Regions from separate parts of the Mus musculus genome. Here all the other regions are linked to region 2. The links are chromatin contacts, called in public HiChIP or PLAC-seq and capture Hi-C maps. All regions are on one chromosome and are shown on one strand. Each heading gives the region's core, a stretch centred on a gene start, on an enhancer-like site or on the middle of the called end of the contact. The rest is flanking DNA. Distances are from core to core; before and after follow the strand shown.

Region 1 (4,302 bases), core at 608-3,107, 710 kb before region 2:
AAGGGAGTGAATGTCACTGTGGCAGAGAGGGGCCAGCTCCGATCCCCCTCGCCAGAGAAATTGCTCCTAGCAAGCTGGTGACTGCCAAGAGCCTGGCATAGCCTGGGCTTTTTACATCTGCTGTTCCTTTCTCAGCCACCCCAGACTCCGTGGAGCGGGGCAGCTCGCACAGCCTGCCTGGCTCTTGAGTAAAGGAATGGAAGTCTTTGTCCCACTGTGCACACTGCGGGGCTGGCTGGCTCCCCTCACACAGATCTCACCACTGGATAAGTCCTTTCTATGTTCCTGGGCCGGCAGAGAGTGAAGCCCAGTTGTATGGCGTTGGGGACAGGGCTGGACAACCCTGATCCATTCCCTGTTTGGACAGGAGGCCTGGGCCTTACTGAGGTAACTCAAGTCTCTCCTGTTCTCACTTTGAAATGCAGGATTTTTTTTTCTTCTTTTTAGAAAAGTTTCCCCCAAGGCTACCCCCAGGAAAAGCATCGGACATGTTGTGGCTTTGGGATATGAATGGCTCATGCGGGCCATGCTTCTCTCTGACTCATGGCTTTGAGAAACATATCTGGTCACCTCTGAGGATAGAAAAATCCAAATGTAATGGATGAGTCTGAGAAACAAAACAAACAGAAAGAGCATGAAGTTGAAGGCGAGCCACCTGTCTTGACATGGGGCGAGGGGATATTCCTCTGCTCTTTGGGGACACCTTCAGCTCCCACATTCACAGGGCCATAAAGCCTGAAGCACTGTCCTCTCTGAAGTCATCTTGGAGGATTAATGGAAAAAATATACATTTTTCTAGAACCTTCTCCCATACCTGGGTGCCTAGAAATCCTGGGGGTAGTTGGGTGGATTGGTGTGACTGAACCCTAACTTGTTCTAGCAGGTTCCCCCCACAGTTAACTGTCTAAGTGACCTGGGAGAGCTCCTGAGAGTTGGGGTCCCCCTTTCTTCTTTGTGGAGTGGAGGTTCCTTGGTGGAGAGCGGGTACCATGCCTGGCCTAGTAACTGTGGCCCTCGCCATGCCCCGGAGTTGACTAGGTGAGATTAATAGAGACAGTGAGAGCTGTCAGAGTTTGGTCCAAGGCAGTCCTGCTCGCTTGCCGTTTAAAACTGAAAGACAAAACAAAACGCTGAGAGATGCCCAGAGAAATGGAGGCTGGATTTGCTGTGTGAACATTAAAGTTCCTTCAGTGTGTGCTGGCGACGGAGGGTGGGAATGGGGTTGTTCCCAAGGTATGAGGCTCTGGCCGTATGGCTGTCAGTCCCCTGACTCACATGCCCCTGGACACAGATGTGCTCATCAACTGTTGAGTGACAGGGGATGATACGTGAGCTCTTTGTCATGGTGGGAAGGGAAGGGGACAAGGGTCTGACCTCTGACCTCTGTTCTCAGGGCTTTCCTCCAAGCCAGTCTGGTCATAATCAATCAGTGCTTATCGCATCGGATAAAGGGACGGCTAACAGGGGTGGCTGGCCTTGGCCTCTGTGGCAAGTTCTTGCCCAGCTTTCTTTTTCTTTTTCGTTTTCATTTTCTCTCTGACCCTGGCAGTATGTCACAAAGTCCAGATGATAACTGGGGCGAGGCCATAAAGACAGGGTGAGTCTCAGGCAAATGCTTGGTGAGGACACCGGCTGGGGAGCACTGGGGACAGTCTTACTCCAGGGTCTGTGCCTCACCAGTCTCCTATCCTGGGGTATGCAGAGACCTCTTTTCTGCCCAGCTAATTCCTGTGACCCCCCCTCCCCACCGCTACCATCAGCCTGTCTGTGGACTCATGCCAATCCCAGGTTGTGTGCCTCTATGTGTGCCTCAGACTGTGGTCTGAGCAGGAGCCTTAGGAGGCCAGCCTGGTAGTGTGGCCTGGAGGATGCCAAGGGCAGCAGCGCCCTCTGCTGGTCACTCCGGCTCTCCTCTTCCCCAAGTTTCCTCAGCTGCCTGGCTGTCTGGCTGTCTTAACCTTGGATGTGCAGCCTCTGGGGCCTGTGGAGAAAGTCCAGGAGACAGGTCTGTCAAAGAAATGACCCCAGAGTTGTGATCTTGGGTATCTTTTCCCAGGAAACCTCACAGGGTCACTGGGACTTGCCACCTCCATGTCGAGTGGGTGGTCCTACAGTTGGGGCAGTGATGCCACAGGTAGTAGCTTTCAATACATACAGTGCGGGGCAGAAAGCCACTCAACCCATGTTCCTCCTGCTCCCAGCGGGAACAGCAGCACCAGGCACCTGCCACTGGGCTGTGACCAGACTGCTTATATTGTGTTTTTTTTTCCTTTAATCTACAGAAATGCAACTTAGTATCACTCATGTGACCACATGTCATGGGATCTGGAAGAGAGAAGAGACAGACCCGTGTGCTGGGAGACATGGGGGAAGGCTTGGGGGGCTTCGACTTTAATCTGGTCGTCTGTGGTGGAGACAGAAAGGGATTCTGGCTGATGCCACCTGTTCCTCTGGTTCTCTCTTTGGTGCTGTTGCTACCTACTGTGCACAGAGGACACTGTGCCTACCTACTGTGCACAGAAGACACTTGCTATCTATTGTGTGCAGAGGACATGTTGCCACCTACTGTGCGCATAGGACACTGTGCTACCTACTGTGCATAGAGGACACTATGCTATCTACTGTGCTCAGAGGACACTGTTGCCACCTACTGTGTGCAGAGGTCACTGTTGCCACCTACAGTGCGCAGAGGATGCTGTGGCTACCTACTGTGTACAGAGGACACTATTGCTACCTACTGTGTGCAGAGGACACTGTTGCTATGGACTGTGCAGAGGACACTGTGGCTACCTACTATGTGCTGAGCCATGCTTAGAATCTGCATTTTTTTTTGTTTGTTTTTGTTTTGGCTCCTGTGTCACACTTCAGCACGAAGCACAGAGATTCACGTGTGAGGGACGCAGCACACATGTGACAGATGGCAAATGTCCCAGGGACCTTCCTTCTGTCCCACAGAGAGGTGCAACCCTCCACCCTGCACCCTGCCTGCCTCTCACCCACCCGGGCCGGCTGGCAGGAAAGTCCCTGCTGGTTTCTTTTTCTTGCCACTGAAGGAGGCAACAGGTGTGCTTTTCTGAAACTCATGGCCCAGTTAATTTTACACAGCAAGCGAGAGGAAAATGACGGTGTGGGGTGGGTGTCACTGGGCACAGTGAGAAGCCTGATTTTACCACTGGACAGATGCCATCAGACTGGGACCAGACAGAGGGACTGGGTCTGTTGCTGGTGGCTGTCAATACAAGAGCCCTTCGATTCTGGTTTCCCATTTTAAGATGAGGGGGTGGACAGAGTGATGCTGGAGGTCTCTCCCAGAATGCACTTGTGTATGTCCACCTCCTGGTCCTCTTCCTTCTCATTTTATGTCCCAGCTGCAGACGACATTCATACCAGAGTATGGAGGTATTTGTTTGTTTTTTTGTGACATGGAGACACACAGCAGGTAATGTGTATTGTAGAGCTCCCAGCATCCTTTGCATCTTCTCTGTCAATTCTACCCCTGGCCCACGTGGGTGCCGTATCTGAACTGTATCCTCTGTGTCTGTCTACTCCTCAATCTCACCTTGCAGGGTCTCTGCTGAGACCTTCCAACTGCTCCATCACCCTCTGAACCCAGGTCCTGAGGAGCCCTTGTTCCTCACAGCCTCCGAAGCTTCGAGGACAGAGCCTCGGCTCAGACCCTGGCCGCCGGCAGAGTGGTGTTTCTCTGTGGTGTGTGTGACATTCACTTTGCGCTGTGTGTGACTGACATTCACCTCTGTGTGTGTGACATGTCTCTCACCTCTTCTCTACTTTCCATCCTTGAGATCACTCTCACAGGCAGCTTCTGCTGGCCAGTGACTGTGTTTCTGGACTGTTCTGCAGTGAAGCAGGAAGATATTCACTGAGCCTGTGAGGCTGTGCCTCGGCACTCACTACCGTAGAGTGCTACAGTTGGTCACTGTGCCTGACACAAGTGCCCTCTTCTTTGCCAACCTCCTTGTGGCCAAGTGTCTGCCATCCCAGCATGCTTCATGACTCCCCGCCTGCCCTTGCCCACTTCCTCTGCTTCTCTCCAAGTCTGAGGCCCGAGACCATGTGTGTGAGGCCTTCCATGAGTGCAGCTGGCACGAAAACAGGAATTACGGTGAGGGGTCCAGGTGTGTTACCATAACCAGCTCTAGAAAAGGGTGGGGTGGCACATATCTTGTGCCTATAGACCTCGCCGTTGAGGGCAGAGTGTGATGTCTAGTCTGGGTAGCCAACCTGACCACATCTGGAATCATCTAGAATTCAAAAATGGAGGGCACACCAGCGAGGGTTTTT
Region 2 (4,153 bases), core at 1,003-3,502:
TCTTCTGAGGACTCTTCCTCAGGGATGAACCATTTGGTCCATCAGAAGCAGCCATATTCTTGAGGGAATCGACATCATCCTTTGCCGATCTTAGTTCTGGGTCAGCCTTCTTTCCAGTAGCTGGGCAAAGCTGCTAATGGAGAAGGAGATACCAGAGGGACGAGGCAGAAGCCAGGTTTGCACAGTCCTGTTTGGGCCTGTTCGACCCCGCCTTTCACACCACCAGACACGTGGTTGACCCGTGACCTGGATCTTGTTCCTGTCACTCAAGAGTTCTGGTAAATCCAAGTAAATTTCCCTTTTTAAGCCCCGCTAAAATGTGTATTTATCAGGGGCTAGAGAGATGGCACTGGCTGTTCTTGCAGAGGATCTAGTTTTGGTTCCCAGCGCCCACACAGTAACTCACAACTGACTATAACTCTGGTTCCAGGGGATTCCATATCCCCCTTTTGGCCTCCATAGGATCTAGATGCACACATGGTGCCCAGACATATGTGCAGACAGAAGACTCATCCGTGGTATGGTGGTGGTGATGGTGATGATGGTGGGTGATGATGGTGGGTGGTGGTGGTGGTGGTGGTGGTTGAGACATCGTCTCTCTGTGTAGTCCTGGTTGTCCTGGAACTCTCTCTGTGTAGAGCAGGATCTGCCTGCCTCTGACTCCCAAGTGTTAGGATTAAAGGCATGATCCGCCACACCTGGCTGATGCCTACTTTCAATCCTAAGAAAGGTGGATCTCTGTGAGATCAAGCCAGCCTGATCTACATAGCAAGTTCCAAGCCAGTCAAAGCTACATAGTGAGACCCTAAAGGAGGAAGAGGAGGAGGAAGAAGAGAAAAAGGAGGAAGAGGAGGAGGAGGAAGAAAAGGAGGAGACAACGTACAAAATTAAAATCATTTTTAAAAAAATTATTTACTGGGGCTGGTAAGATGGTTCAGCGGGTAAGAGCACTGACTGCTCTTCTGAAGGTCCTGAGTTCAAATCCCAGCAACCACATGGTGGCTCACAACCATCTGTAATGAGATCGGACACCCTCTTCTGGTGCATCTGAAGTCAGCTATGGTGTACTTACATATAATAATAAATAAATCTTTGGGCCGGAGCGAGCAGGGACTGAGCGAGCAGAGCCAACCAGGGTGAGCGGGGTTGGCTAGAGCGAGCAGAGGTCCTAAATTTAATTCCCAAAACCAGATGAAGGCTCACAACCATCTGTACAGCTACAGTGTGTACTCATATACATAAAGTAAATAAATAAATCAAAGTTATTTGCCATCTTGTTTTTAGACTTGCTCATGTGTGCAGGGATGCTTGCCTGTGTGTGCCTACCCTCTCCACTTATTTTTTTCTCTCTTTTTTTAAGACAGGGTCTCAACCTAGAGCCTGCCATCTTGCCTAGACTAGCAGTCCTGTGAGCCCTGTGGATCTGGTCTCTGCCTGCCCAGCACTGCTGTCATAAGAATGTGCCATCACACCTGGCTGTTCCCAGGAGCTGGGGTCTAAGCTTATGCCCCGTGCTTCTGCAGAGAGCCCTCTGTCTTAGTTAGGGTTTTGTTGCTTTGAGGAGACACCATGACCACGACAGCTCTTATAAATGGCTTTAATTGGAGCTGGCTTCCAGTTCAGAGGTTCAGTCCATTATCACCATGGCGGGAAGCGTGGCAGGCCTGGTGCTGGGGACTGAGCCAAGAGTTCTACTCCTTCTCCTCAGCAGCAGGAGACTGTGTCACACTGGGCATAGCCTGAGCATGCAACAGACCTCAAAACCCCTAGAAGGAACCTCTCCCCTGACCCAGTACCTTTGAATCTGCTTTCTTGGACCTAGCTCATACACACACACACACACACACACACACACACACACACACACACACACACCTTCTCCCACGTACAAGACCCATAGAGCCCCAGGGTCCAGCCAAAAGCAAGAGGTAGAACCTGCTCCATGTGGCCCCAGAGCAACAGCAGTCCTCTTAGGACAAATCATATGTCTATGTGTGACAGTGGAAAGTGGGGGGAGCTGTGTGACCCCTGTTCCTCCCCTGAGTCCTGGATCAACCACTGCTTCTAGCGCCCATGAAAGCGGGTTGGGGAGAAGCCCGGTGAAGTGTCCTGAACCACCCTTGAGCCCCTGCATACAAATGGGGCTTGTCCATGAGAAGTCACCCCTGCTGAGACACCCTTACCCAGAACTGCTGCGGCTGCAGATGCAGGCACTATGACATGTATCTGCTGGGGTGCAGATCCTCCTGCAGGGGAACTCCTGTGTGACAGTATGTCCTGTGTTAGCATTCACAGCCCACAGCCCACAAGTGCACATCTGTAGAAGCTCAGTAAACCAGGCTGCCACTCTCGAGTGCTTCACACCCTGGGGACCCTGTCCTCACATCTGATGTCAGCGAAGGCTCCAGGACAGAGAGAGCCAGTAGGAAGAAATGAAGAAATTAGCCTGTGACTTGGGAGGCCCACAAGCCGGAGCTGCACAGGCTGGGAACACTGCAGGTGCTGTGTGGCTGTCCAACCAGGGATCTTCCACCTTGGGGACGTCTGGCCCTTACTTAGAGGTTGTCACCTGACTAGATGAGGTCTACTCCTCCAGAGAAAAGCTCTATGCCATACAGAAAGCCAACAGGCCACAGCAGTGACAACCAGGTTGGCGTGTGACGGTTTCACAGCTGGCCCTGACTCAGCATACTGACCAACCACCACACAGCCCATCACAGTCTCAGCCAGGTATCAGAGCCCATGGAGGCCTCAGAGCAGCTTGAGCTGATGCGCAAGACTTCTCTCAGAGACACAGTGTCTCCAGCATGTGCTGGCTTGCAGTCTCTCGCCTGCTGTCTTAGCCACGGAGCGATCCTTCCTTAGGAGGCCCTCATGCAGGACACAAACCGTAAGTGATGGTTTGATGTGTCTGAGTACTCTCATCAGAAGAACCACCCTGACAGCTTAAAACCTGCCGTCTCACAACGCCAGTCTCCAAAGATCACAATGGCCTTCTCCAAACGTTACAATGTTTCCAAACAACAAAACAAAGCCTCGAGCGCTGTGTTTTAGGTACCTCATGTTCATCTTTCTATGACGAGCTTAACTAGGGGCTAGGGCAGTGGTTCAGTGGGTAAAGCGCTTGCCACACAAGCAGAGGACCTGAGTTTGATCCCCAGCACGCACATAAAGAACTGGATGTGATGGGCGGGTCCCTGAAACTCACTAGCCAGACAGTCTTGCCAAATCAGAGAGCTCCAGGTTCAGGGAAACCTTGTCTCACAAAATAAGGTGGGACCAGCATGCTAAAGGGGCTTGCCACAAACCCTAGAGACCTGAGTTTCAATCCCGGGATTCCACAACAGGAAAGACCCAATTCCCAAGTCCTTTGACCTCTACACATGATAGATAGATAGATAGAGAGAGAGACAGATAGATAGATAGATAGATAGATAGATAGATACAGATACAGATATAGATATATACATAGATATGTATTCGTATATATATATATATAAAGGTAGTAATTTTTTTTAATATATAAGGTGGAGAATAACTGAAGGAGACAATGGATATCGATCCATGGCTTCCATGTACAATACACATCTACATACATGCTTGCCATATACACAAACACATGCATTCACCACACACACAAACACATACATATACCACACACACACAAACACATACATGTACCACACATACAAAATTACTCGAGTCGAGAAGAAGGATCAACAAAGACATCATTTGTTTGAAAATGCCATATAAAATCCAATATTTTGTCTGTACCTATTGAGGACAGAAACACACACAGCCCGTGTGTGGAAATCCAGAGGACAACTCCAGGGGGTCAGCCCTCTCCTTCCACCTTGTGGCTGGGGTCCCAGGGATGGAGCTCAGGTTGGCAGACCTGTCAGCAAATGCCTTTACTTAACTGAGCCACCTTGATAATCCTACGTGCTAACTTAAAAGTTAAAAAAAAAATTAAATCCATTCACTAGGTGTCCAGAGTCCTAGCACTCATACAACCTACCTGGGATGCTTGACAAGATCCTGTCAAAATGCGAATAAATAAGTAAATAAATATTTTTTTAAAACAAAACCTTCAATAATAGGGAAAAGGCAGCTGCCATCAGCGGTGGAATCAGTTCCACCACACAAACAAAGA
Region 3 (4,351 bases), core at 998-3,497, 760 kb before region 2:
TACCGAATTGTCCCCGAGGAAGAACAAAAATGTAACTATCTGTTGGGACCAGGAAGCCCTCTAGGAACCTCCTTCACCCCCCCCCCCCCCACGCTTAGCTCCTGAAGCCCTCAGTCTCCACAGGGCTAGAGCAGACATGCCACCCACAGGGTTTGGGTGCCTGGTTTTAGCTCACCAGAGTTGTTCTCTCTTGTGTAAGCAGACATAGAGAGCTGCTCTGCTGACCTCATACGCCATGTGCTGTCAAGTGGCAGCTTCCTGCAGAGGGAGTGGCCCAGTGGAGGCAGGGAAGGGTGGTGGACTCTGGGTCATGGCAGCCAGAAGCTGGAGGGAGCGAGTCCCCGGAGCTCAGCATAAACTCCTCCAAATGGGTTTGAGGCTCTGCTGAAGTCTGTGATGCAGGATTCCCTGCTGCTTCCAGGCAGTCTACAGAGGAGGCTGGGGAGGAGTGGGCAAGGCAGGGACGGGCGGTAAGGTCCAGGGAAAAGTTCTCCAGTTAGACGGGCCGGCAGTGGGGACATCACTGATGGCTTCGGTGTGTCACTGCTGGAGAGGATAACATCAATGCCGAGGTCTTTTCCAGCGGTAATGTCCTAAGAGCATCTGTAAAGGAATGAACGCACACTGGCCTTCCCCAGCAGAGCCTCGTGGCTCCCAGGGCCTGGTCCGTTCTGTACTGCTTCTGGAAGGCCGGCTCCTTTGTCTTCGCAGTGATTTGAAGCAATAGGGAAGTTTCTTTCAGAGCCCTGCTCCCCCAGGACCAGCCAGGCTTGATCTGGTTAATGACCCTGACTTGTTTATAGTGTGGGTGGAGCCCCCTCACCTGCAGGTTTGGGGGTGAAGGAGAGGCAGAAGGACATAGCATTTGCATGGCATTTGTCTTGGTATACTGTACTGTGAAGTTGAGTGGTTTGCCTGCCTCTCTGGCTGGCTGGGTGGGTGGGTGGGGCTCTCAACCTCTGCTTGCCCAGCCATGGCTTCTAGGTGAGTCTCTCCACCTGGATGAAGCAATGGGGAGAGATGATACAGGTTCCTGGGGGTGGGGAGCCTGGCGGGGGGTGGGGGTGGGGGGCGGAGGGGTTATTGTTCCTGCTGTGTCTCATGGAGGTTAACTTCCTGAGGCAAATGTACCCAGGGAAGAGGTACAAAGTGGGTCAGCACCCATCTGGACCAGGATACTGGCCGATGAAAGCATTGGTCCCCTGGGAGGCAGGCAGAGGCTGTGAAATGTCATGTGTGTGACTTCCCCATGTGGCACGTATACACACACACACACACACACACACACACACACACACACACACACACACACGCACACACGCACACACGCACATGCACACGTATAAAAGGGCAAAAAGATTTTCTGTTACCTGGCACTCCCTACCTTCCAGGAAATCTCTGGGTGTTTGATAAAAACCCAGCCTAGCAAACTTACCTTCAGTATATGGGCCATAAATGCCTGGTATAAAATGCACCCGGTGGGGTTCAGATAGAAGGAAGAAGCCAAAGTCTGGCGCTTGTCCTTCACAAGCCAGTGTTTACAACCCCTCCACCACCCACCACTTCTCCCTTTTTGACTTGGCAGATCAGATGACCCGGCCATGAGAAGCAAGGGCTGAGCCTTTCCCAAACCTTCCAGCAGCTGCTGGTCAAAACCAGCGAGGACGCTCACTACTCCCGTTTCCTTAATTCAGCATTTTAAGAAAAGGTTGCAGTGTGCTCGGCTGCCCTGGGTCATGGTGTCTGTCCCCTTTCCCATAGGCAAGCTGGGCGTGGCACCTGCAGGCTGCATGAGCGAAGTTCCTGAGATGGAGTGTGGCCGCTCAGAGATTGAGGAGCTGATCAAGGAAGTGAGTGGAGGGGGTCTCAGGCGTCTTCCAGGGAGGATGGGACATTGCTTCTAACCCTCAGAGGCACTGAGAGCCTCAGGCTCTGCAGGGAAGTGAGGGACACCCCAGCTACCTCCCCAGGCCAGCCTCCCTTTACTGGTCAGGCCCTGCCCATCCAAGCATAGTTAAACCCATTGAATAGCAGCTTTGAAGGTCTCCATGGAGTCTTAGCCTTGTTTCTTAGCCAAGCTTCATATGGAGGTCTCCATCGCTTCTGGTCATCCCGTCGGCCCTCATGGTAACTAGATGGCTTGCTTTTCAAGACACAGGTTTTATTCCTGAGTGTGTTATAAGATTGGATGACTGAGGCCCGTAGGATCCACTAAAGGTGGTGGGGACCAGCCTGTGGCTCAGCGCTCACCTATCGTGTACGACAGTTCCCAGCAGCATACACAAAACACACATCTTAGAATAATCCCCCATCACATGCATGGTTGGCAGCCTGGAACTGAAGGCTCAGTGGGCTCCGTTTAAGTTAAACAGATGGCTTTTTTGTGTGTCTGTTTTTAGCCTTTATATTGTGTCTGTACAAGGTGGGGTTTCCATAGCTGAAACAACCCTTTAAGCTTATATAAGCAAGATGAGGTCTCTTTAGACGGCAGCTGGCCCAGACCCTGTCACCTCAGCTACTCAGGAGGCGGAGGCAGGAGGGGTTAAGACCTGCTTGAGCTGCAGAATGAATTCAAGGTAGAAAACTTCACGAGACCCTGCCTTGAAATCAAAAGGGGAAAAAGGCTGGCAATGACATAGCTCCGTGGTAGAGCGCTCGCCTCGCGTGCACAAAGTCCCGGTTTCCATCCCCAGCTCAGTGACATCATAAAAATAAAACCAAGACTGTTGTTAGCAACGACACATCAGCTGTGTGGTCTGCAGCATTCTGTGGAGCACTGCAGCCGGCCAGCATCACCTTCCCAAGCTGCCCAGCTCTGCGGCACATGGCCGTTGTGATGTTCTGGGTGGTCTTGGTTCTGTGTCTCCCCCACCCCCACCTTGTCTTGTTTTCGGTATAAGCCTTTACTGCCAACTTGCCTGAGCCAGTAGATGGTGATGATGTCACACCAGGGTCACAAGCAAAGGAGGTTTCAGGACGTCTCCTAATTGGACCCATCCACCACTGAAGGCCCGAGAGCCCTGTGGCTCTCTGAGTGAGATTCTCAGCACAGTAGAATTGGCTTGGTGTCACCCCAGAGGGTTGCCCCAGAACTGGGCTATGTCTCCCAGCATCTGAAGGCCAGTGAACTCTTTCATAGCCAAGGCTAGTCAGGATGCCAGCCCAGTGGGTTTGTAGCTTAGGGTCTGATGAATTGCAAAGGGAAGCTCTGCTTTTCTCTCATGAGATAAAAGTTGTGGATTTAGTTGTGTGTCTGATATTGGGTTTTACAAACATGGGGTCAGGTGAGTGCTGTGCTGGTGACCCGGGACTCAACTGCTCTTTTCTGTCACCTGGGTCTACAGCCTTCTGTGGATGAGTACATGGGTATGACCAAGAGGAGCCCATCCCCACCAGAGGCCTGCAGGAGCCAGATCCTCCCTGACTGGTGGGTCCAGCAGCCCAGTGCAGGTGAGTGTGGCTGTCCGGCACTAGCAACCACTAGGCTCTTTATGTTAGGGTAGGAGGTGCTTGCCACTGCTAGGATCCATGTCCTGTGGAAGGGTCATGAGTCACAGCCGGGGACCGAGACAGCCAAGCTGCAGCCTCTCAGGCAGGCACAAAGGTCTTGGTAGTCATGCATGGTCAGTCCCCTCCTGTAGTCCCCGGAAGCTGAGAGGAGCCTGCCAACATCCCCAAGCCTCAAGGGAGGTCCCAGCTCTCAGCCACCTGTCTCTTCCTGGCTCACTGTCAGGGCAGCCCCAGAGCCAGAGAGAGCCAGGGCGTTAGGAGCGGGAGGGGAGCTCAGTCAGGAATAGGCGTTAGTTTGGAACCACTTTGGGCAGTTTTCATGTCTTGGTGGTGCCTCTTGTTTGCTCATCCATAAAATGGGCCACCAGGACCTGCCTGGTAGGATCCACAAGTTAAATAAAGGATTCACCCCTTTGATAGTATCTGGGAGGTACACCCATGCTGTAGCTACTTAGAGGGTCATTCACCTGGGCCCCTACCTCAGTGTGTGAGCAACTTTTATGGCTCACAGACATCTTGGTTTCCTCTTTTGCCTCTCTCCTGCTAAGACAGGAACTGCTGGGAGGTCTTAACTGGCCTTGCAGGACTGTGAGGTTTCCAGGCTGTGGGTGTTAGTGTCCTGCAAGGGGCCTTGCGCTGCAGGGGTGTGTCTTTGGCAAAACTGCCTGGGACTCCAGCTTCCTTGTGAGACAAGTCCCCAACCATTGTGTATGGTCCTTGGGGTAGCAAGGAAGCTTAGCACAAGGACAGGAACCTGTAGTGCAGAGGAAGTCCCCTCCATCATGGTAGGTTTCTGTGTCTCACGTAGAGTGAGGTCTGCCCACTAATGTTGACACCAGCA

The links. HiChIP or PLAC-seq counts read pairs in DNA pulled down with a chosen protein or histone mark. Capture Hi-C pulls out chosen DNA fragments and counts their contacts.
Region 1: a contact with region 2 is called in an H3K27ac HiChIP or PLAC-seq map of large pre-B cells, with 4 times the contacts expected there. The contact joins two enhancer-like sites. A contact is called at or near these places in 2 of 115 datasets of contacts at active chromatin or transcription factors (embryonic basal ganglia and large pre-B cells) and 1 of 9 other capture datasets (embryonic stem cells).
Region 3: a capture Hi-C map of embryonic stem cells shows a contact between it and region 2, with 3 times the contacts expected there. The contact joins two enhancer-like sites. A contact is called at or near these places in 8 of 39 promoter capture datasets (the 3T3-L1 cell line, the SN4741 cell line, embryonic stem cells and 4 more), 1 of 115 datasets of contacts at active chromatin or transcription factors (large pre-B cells) and 2 of 9 other capture datasets (adipose tissue and embryonic stem cells).

The regions. Positions count from the first base shown.
Region 1 is chr8:120,794,569-120,798,870 of GRCm38.p6, forward strand. Gm33199 (a long non-coding RNA gene) reads left to right here. Exons shown (of 2, transcript XR_388109.3): 2 at 1-806. Among named protein-coding and RNA genes, the nearest start is that of Gm33199, 9.7 kb to the left of the region's middle. Within about 2 kb of position 1,858, at least 38 of the 459 cell types and tissues checked have an H3K27ac peak or open chromatin away from gene starts, as enhancers often do.
Region 2 is chr8:121,507,534-121,511,686 of GRCm38.p6, forward strand. No RefSeq gene overlaps it. Among named protein-coding and RNA genes, the nearest start is that of 1700018B08Rik, 35 kb to the right of the region's middle. Within about 2 kb of position 2,253, at least 5 of the 459 cell types and tissues checked have an H3K27ac peak or open chromatin away from gene starts, as enhancers often do.
Region 3 is chr8:120,743,859-120,748,209 of GRCm38.p6, forward strand. Irf8 (interferon regulatory factor 8) reads left to right here. Exons shown (of 9, transcript NM_008320.4): 3 at 1-31; 4 at 1,762-1,850; 5 at 3,345-3,450. Among named protein-coding and RNA genes, the nearest start is that of Irf8, 9.7 kb to the left of the region's middle. Within about 2 kb of position 2,248, at least 41 of the 459 cell types and tissues checked have an H3K27ac peak or open chromatin away from gene starts, as enhancers often do.